Linked DNA regions of Rattus norvegicus: region 2 is linked to region 1. The links are chromatin contacts, called in public Hi-C maps. All regions are on one chromosome and are shown on one strand. Each heading gives the region's core, a stretch centred on a gene start, on an enhancer-like site or on the middle of the called end of the contact. The rest is flanking DNA. Distances are from core to core; before and after follow the strand shown. Region 1 overlaps Pex14 (peroxisomal biogenesis factor 14). Region 2 holds the start of Cenps (centromere protein S).

The links. A called contact is a pair of places that touch in the nucleus more often than the background predicts.
Region 2: a contact with region 1 is called in a Hi-C map of liver, with 14 times the contacts expected there. The contact joins the promoter of Cenps here to the enhancer-like site in region 1. A contact is called at or near these places in 6 of 12 Hi-C or Micro-C datasets (Schwann cells, kidney, liver and 2 more).

Annotation. Positions count from the first base shown.
Region 1 is chr5:164,795,122-164,798,866 of GRCr8, forward strand. Pex14 (peroxisomal biogenesis factor 14) reads right to left here. Exons shown (of 9, transcript NM_172063.1): 2 at 1,294-1,341. Among named protein-coding and RNA genes, the nearest start is that of Pex14, 22 kb to the right of the region's middle. Within about 2 kb of position 1,695, at least 8 of the 93 cell types and tissues checked have an H3K27ac peak or open chromatin away from gene starts, as enhancers often do. A contact at or near this core is called in Schwann cells and liver, where this site is marked.
Region 2 is chr5:164,854,637-164,858,065 of GRCr8, forward strand. It overlaps Cenps (centromere protein S), which reads right to left and starts at 1,990. Exons shown (of 5, transcript NM_001204879.1): 1 at 1,913-1,990. The coding sequence starts at 1,960.

The DNA.
Region 1 (3,745 bases), core at 445-2,944:
GCCTGGCCTCACTTTGAGGATGCAAAGCCAAGTCAGGAAGCTTCTAAAGAGCCTGCAGCAGTAGGGGACAGAAAAGCACCACTGTGTTCAGGCTGGACTTCAGTTAAATCACAACTTCTCTCTGAAGGGCTTGGAGGCAGACCTTGGAGGCACACAAGCCTGGCAGAGCAAAGCATCTATGAAGAGCCAGGCAAAGGAAGAGAGTGAGGAGAGGTGCCTCAGACAGCCATGCAGGGATGAGCCTATCTCTGGTGACAGAAAGGGGCGTGAATAGCACCGCCACTCCCCTGGAAAAGTCTGAGAGGTACTTGTGTCCTCTGGCTCTATCTGTAGCCCAGCCAGATCCATCTCACCCTCTGCCTAGAAAGCCTTAGAACATGCTAGAACCTGGCCCTGTTCATTCCAGACAGGACCTCGCATCTCCCTCTCCAGCTCAGCCAAGGAAGAGAGAAGAAAGCAGGAGATTGCCAGGCCGTGAGACAAAGGCCCAGCAGTGGCAGCGAGTCCCAGGTCACCAGTTCCCACCACTCCACGAGAGAAAGGCTTGGCAATGCTAAACCCAAGGCTGGCGCTCCCCTAAAACTGATCTGGTTTGCACAGAACCGGTCTTACTACCCAGCCCACACGATTTACATCAAGTCCTGAGATGCCAAACAATGAAAACAGGGCAGGCAGGCAGGCAGGCAGGCAGGGACTCTGGTTCAGACCACCAAAACAAAAACACTCTACAAAGAGAGTTACTTAGCTGAAAGCGGTAGTGACTGTCTTCTCATCCTAGCACTTGTGAAGTCATGCCAGGACAACTGTGAGCATGAAGCCAGCCTAGGCTACATAGTGAATTCAAGGACAGACTGAGCTATAGAGGGTGGCCCTCCTTGTTTAAAAAAAGAAAAGGCCCTTCAGCCCTCAGTAGGCTTCTTTCCTATCAAGAGTCTACAATACCATGGGTGCCACCTATCAAAGACAGAACCACAGACCAGACAACCCCCGAACCCCTCCTCTTACCAGTTCCTTAAAGCCACCCGGGGGGCTTCACTGAGAAGCAAAGACTAGTTATTTCAGGTTTCCAACAATTGGAAGCTGACAAGAATCAACCTTGTGTCACTTAATTCTACCATCAGCAGCAAAGTGCCACATGACTGCCACTGTGGCTGCTCTCAGTTCCAGAAAAGACCCAAGAGGTCTTGTCGCTCCCTTCTGATAAACAGAAGTCACAAGCCAGAGGTCATGGGCAAGGCATCGCCTAAGGATTCTGATTACTAGAAAAGAACCCTGTGTGTCTCTCATACTTACCAGAGGCTCTCGAGGCACCACATTTTCACTTCCTGGAGAAGAGCTGGGCTGCAAAGAAAAACAGAAACAAAAATAAGATCACAGTGCCACCTCATGGACATCAGAAAAACAAGCAGTGCGCTCAGGTCCTCTCTGTTCTCAGCAGGCTCCTGTAGAAGGAGCTGTGATGTGAACCTTAATCTGCAGACTGTTTCTGGGTTCACTGTCATAGCCCCTCATAAACAGGGCTTGTTTATTCTCGGGAGGACTAAGGGTCAGATATAATCAGGAGGGATTGGGGCCATGACAAAAAAAAAAAGACCAGAGAAGACCTAAGAATGATCTACACGTTTTTCTACCACCTTCTCAGAACTACAGAGCAGATCAAAAGTGTAGAACCAAAGGCAGCCACAGGGGGGCAGCAGCAACCCACACTAGGGGGGTTTTCTCTCTGTGAAGCCAAATGCCACTTTGGATTGTTTCACTTCTGTGACAGGGTCTCCGTGTAGCCCAAACTGACCTGAAACTCACTGTACAGCTAAATGTAACCTTAAATCCCTGACCCTCTTGTCTCTGCCTCCCCAGTGCTGGGATCAAAGGAATGTACCACAACCACTACCCCTTCCCGGCTTCTGCACCGGATTAGAGCGCCCATCACTAAGAACCTACTCTGGGGTTAAGTCTTTCACAGAAATAATCCAGTGTCAAGCTGAGAAATACAGACCAGCCTACGAGCAGCAAACAGCACTGTGACCTGCAGGCCAGGCTCCTCAGCCTCCTCTCACACCTTCAACCCTACACTGCACTGGACAAAACCCAGAGCAAGAACAACAGCTGAAGCAAGACACAAACCTCCAGAAGGATAGGACAAGCGGCCAGCTGAGCTGGTTACCCACACAAAAGTCAATTTTCTACAGATAACGTCAGGCAGACGAGGGCAGCTAATGCGTGTGTCCCAGGAGCCGACCTCCATCCAGCCTCCCAGCTAGTTCAGATGGCCTGTTCCAGCCTCCTATGGAAAGGGCGGAGTGGGGAGAGGAAAGAGTCTAGAGAAGGTTCCTTTTTTTTTTTTTTTTTTTTTTTTTTCAGAGCTGGGGACCGAACCCAGGGCCTTGGGCTTGGTAGGCAAGCGCTCTACCACTGAGCTAAATCCCCAACCCCCTAGAGAAGGTTCCTAAAGATCGCCTTACCTCACCGCTGCCTGCCACCACACAAAAGGCACCTGACACGGAGCCAAGGCCTCTCTTTGGCCTATCCTAAGAGCTCCACCACCCCAAGAGCAGAAGACCAGGCAGCTATAACTGGAGGTCAGTCCTCACACCCCAGTGACCTTTCCCCGTGCCACCCTGCCAGGCCTCCTTCCTGCCTCCCCTTAGACTTCAAGTCCTGCAGACCCCCCTGACTGCAATGACTGCCCGCCCTCTTCCAGTTCTACATACAGAAGGCTTTCCTCAAGAGTTCCCCCAGAGGTACCCATCAACTCTTCCTGCAATCTTCTCTTCTAAGTAGCCATGAAGTCAACCTCAACTTCTCTTTATCTCCGCTGCCATCACTTTGGTCCAAGCTTCCAGAGTCACTTGCAAATGCTTTCTAGTCAGTTTACCTGGACTCGTGCTGGCCTCTTCCAAGTCACTTTCCACAACACAGAAACCAATCATTTATTTATTTATTATTTTTTTTTTTTTGGTTCTTTTTTTCGGAGCTGGGGACCGAACCCAGGGCCTTGCGCTTCCTAGGGAAACCAATCATTTATAAAGGACAACTCAGTCATCTCCTTACTTACTGACTCACCCGCCCCATAGCATCATCAATAGCTCCTTGCTGTTCTCAGAAGACAAGAAAAAACGTCCTCCGTGTGGTCTTGGAAGCCTCGCACCTACTCTAACCGCACGTCAAGACTCTTGTGTTGCTGAACCCCAAGCTCATCCCTAACGGACACGCTGGTTTATCCCTAACAGACACGCTGGTTTATCCCTAACAGTCATGCTGGTTTTGCTTTCTTTGTTGAGGGGTTTTGCACAAGCTGTTCCTTCCTCTCCCCACAGACACTTGAACGTTGTTCAGAGCCAGCTAAAGCATACATGCACACACAACACAAATTTCAAACTTTTTTTAAAAGAAGCTGAATGTGTTGGCAAACTATATGTGGCTTCTAGCACTCCGAAGACTACAGCAAGAGCTTATAAACCATAGGCCAGCCCTAAGCAGCACGAGACCCGTCCTCAAAAAGAAAAAGAAGGGTCAAGGGGGAAAAAGAAAGAAAAAGTCAGGAAAAGAGCCAGGGAAGAGAAGGGACAGAGGAGAGCAAGGGAGAGGAGAGGAGACTGGAGAGGGAGAGCAAAGAGACCAGGATGAGGCTTGCTGGTGAAGTATATCCCCACCCCCAGGTCAATCCTCCACAGGCAGGCAGGCAGAAGGACAGACAGACAGACAGATCAGATCGCTTGCTGTACCCCACTGACTCCCAGGGTCT
Region 2 (3,429 bases), core at 740-3,239, 60 kb after region 1:
CTTGTGAAATACAACAAACCATCAGAAGCACGTTAGGGAGCAGAAGACCCTTCCTGGTCTGCAGGAGACACAGGCTTTAATATGCCACCCTGAACTTGACCTATGTTGTCATCTGATTTTATTTCCTAGACAGGGTCTCCCTGTAACACTGGTTTGGCCTGGAACTCACTCTGCAGACCAGGCTGGAGATCTGCCTGCCTCTGCCTCCCAGGGATCTGGGATCAAAGGCCTGTGCCAGGCTTCACCTGAACCTAGAGCCTCCAGCAGGTTAAAATGGGTCGGCCAATCAATCTAAGGAGGGTCAGGGCGCAGTCCTGGGACTTGTGCTTGATGAGCAGTAGTTCTCTTCCCTTTTTTTTTTTTTTAAGATTAATTTATTTATTATATATGAGTATACTGTAGCTGTCTTCAGACACACCAGAAGAGGGCATCAGATCCCATTATAAATGGTCGTGAGCCACTGTGTGGTTGCTGGGAATTGAACTCAGGACCTCGGGAAGAGCGGTGCTCTTAACCACTGAGCCTTCTCTCCAGCTCCTCTCCTGTTCTCTACCTTCCTAAGGCTCCGATCCTTTAATTCAGTTCTTCATATAATAAAATTGTTTTAACTTTTATTTAATTTTAATACATAAATCACAAAATTATTTCACTGCTACTTCAGAACTGTAACTTTGCTATTGTCATGAATCATAATGATCAGATATGCAGGATATCTAATTGGGGTCGCAACACACAGGTTGAGAACCACTGAGATAAAAGCAACCACCAAATGAACGCAGATGGGCCACTTGGGTGTTCATGGCTCGACTCTAGCAATGTCTGAAATGTCTGAATTTCTTAAAATATGAGTGCAGGGCAGAGAGCTGCTGGGACGCAGATACCTAAGAAGAAACCCCCAACCCTTAGCTCACTCATTCCCAGCTGAGACCCCAGCTCTGAGTCATCAAACAACTGAATATTGGCTCTGGCACCGCCCTGAGCAGTCGTTATCCCCATTCCAACTCGGCAAAGGAGAAAACTATATTTGGGCCACCGTTAACCAACTACAGGACCCGAAATTACAACCCATGCCGTTGGGTGGGTTCCAGGGCAGCCTGCCACTGGCTGGATCCGGGCTCTGCAGCATAGAATAGTGGGCGTTTTCCTGGTCCTAGTGAACTGCTCGGATCCTCTGCTCTTTATCGACAGATCTCACTACGTAGACCAGGCTAGCCTCAAGCTCAGACATCTGCTTGCTCTGACTCCTCAAATTAAAGGCCTGAGCGCCCACACACTGCCCTCCCTTGCTCTTGAGACAGGGTCTCTCGAGGTACTTAATTGATCTGAAACTTATAATCCTCCTGCCTCAGCTTCTGAAGCTGTTTTCTTTCGAGACAGGATTTCTCTGTGTACCCTTAGCTGTCGTGGAACTCGCTTTGTAGACCAGGCTAGCCTCAAACTCTGAGATGCGCCCTCCTCAGTCTGGAATTAAAAGGCATGTACCACCACCACCAGGCCCTCCTGTAATCCTGGTTGGCTTTGAACTCAGGTTTGTCGCTGAAGATGCCCCTAAACTTGCCTCTGCCTCTACCCCAATCCCCTCGCTTCCACACACACCCCGTCCCGTGCTGGGGGTCACATCATTCACCATCAAGACCGGTCTGTGTGGTGGTGGGACTCGAACCCACGGATTCCCGTAGGCTGGGCAAACGCTCCTCCAAGCCTCATCTTCTCCCTTCAGCGCCCACACCCGACCCTCAGCGCTGGGAAACCCTGACTCAGACAGGCTGGAAGCAGGGTCCGGGCGAACCCCACCCCCTCCTTGCAGCCGAGTGACGCATGCGTGCACGCCGAGGCCGTCTAGCGACTTGGGGCATTTCCCTCCCCAGGAACTCGCCGTCCTACCCTGCTGGGACCCCCGTTTATTTTGTACCTGCCGGTGAGAGTACTGCTGCTGCTCCTCAGCCTCCACCTCCTCCATCACTGCGGACAGCCCCGGGAGGAGCGCCACGGTCCTCCGACTTTCCCGCTCTACCTCTGCGACGGGCGGCGCCGAGGGTCAAAGCGCGAAGCGCCTCTTTCCCGTCCCGCGCGCGCCCCCTGGCTACGGCTCGCGGTAGAGTCTTGCTAGCGTTGGTGTGACCCCCAGGGCGTCTCGAGGCCTGCCACTGGCTTAACCTTCTGTAAGAGGTGGCTCACTGGAGGTAGCTGAGAGCAAGGAGAACGCACCACCCACATCAGGTGGCTCACGAAGTTCTTGTAATTCCATCTCAAGGGGACATAATATCCTCTTTTGGTCTCCATCGGTACCTGCCTGCAGATGCACACCCATATATACATATGCTTAATAAAGAAATAATAAGTAAATAAAAAGTGTTTAATTAAAAACATTTATGTGTTGGGACCCTTTTGAGTCCACCACTCAGGAGTCCTAGGCAGGTGGGTCTCTGTGAGTTCAAGACCAGCCAGGGCTACATCATGAGACCCTGCCTCAAAATAAAATAAAATAAAATAAAATAAAATAAAATAAAATAAAATAAAATAAAATATTTTTTAAAAACCCCTAGAGTGTATAGCCCATAATTAACACATGATAAAGCATTGGGCTGGCAAGATGACTTTGTGGGACAAAGCACCTTCACCTGCCAGCCTGGGGCCCTGAGTTTGATCCCCAGAACCCACAGAGGAGAACTGACACCAGAAAGTTGTTTTCTGTATCAACTTGACACAAGCTGGAGTTATTGCAGAGAAAGGAGCCTCCCTTGAGGAAATGCCTCCATGAGACCCAGCTGTAAGGCATTTTCTCAATCAGTGATCAAGGGTGGGACCCAGCCCATGGTGGGTGGTGCCGTCCCTGGGCTGGTGGTCCTGGGTTCTGTAAGAGAGCAGGCTGAGCAAGCCAGGGGAAGCAAGCCAGTAAGTAACATCCCTCCATGGCCTCTGCATCAGCTCCTGATTCCTGTCCTGTGTGAGTTCCAGTCCTGACTTCCTTTGGTGATAAACAGCAATGTGGAAGTGTAAGCTGAATAAACCCTTTCCTCCCCAGCTTGCTTCTTGGTTGTGATGTTTGTGCAGGAATAGAAACCCTGACTAAGACAGTGGCTCAGCGCTAACACCCTCTGTTCCTGCAGAGGAAGGACCTGGATTTGGTTCATGGCACCCACGTGGTGGTTCGCACCTGTCCTTGATTACTGTTTCTCAGGGGATTCAATGCCCTCTTCTGACCTCCAAGAGCCACATTCATGCGTGCAGACAAAACACTCATACGTTTAAAAAAAAAAAAAATCTGCTGAGGTCGGCCCCGCCCCCAGCATAGCTGTAGCCATTTTGTTCCGTGCCTGCCAGTCATTGAAGCAGAAAAATAGCTTGACTCAGAGAAAGGCCATGCTGGTCACATATCCTGTCATGTTCCGTATAAGGTTGTTAATCTTAAGAAATACCACAAAGTGT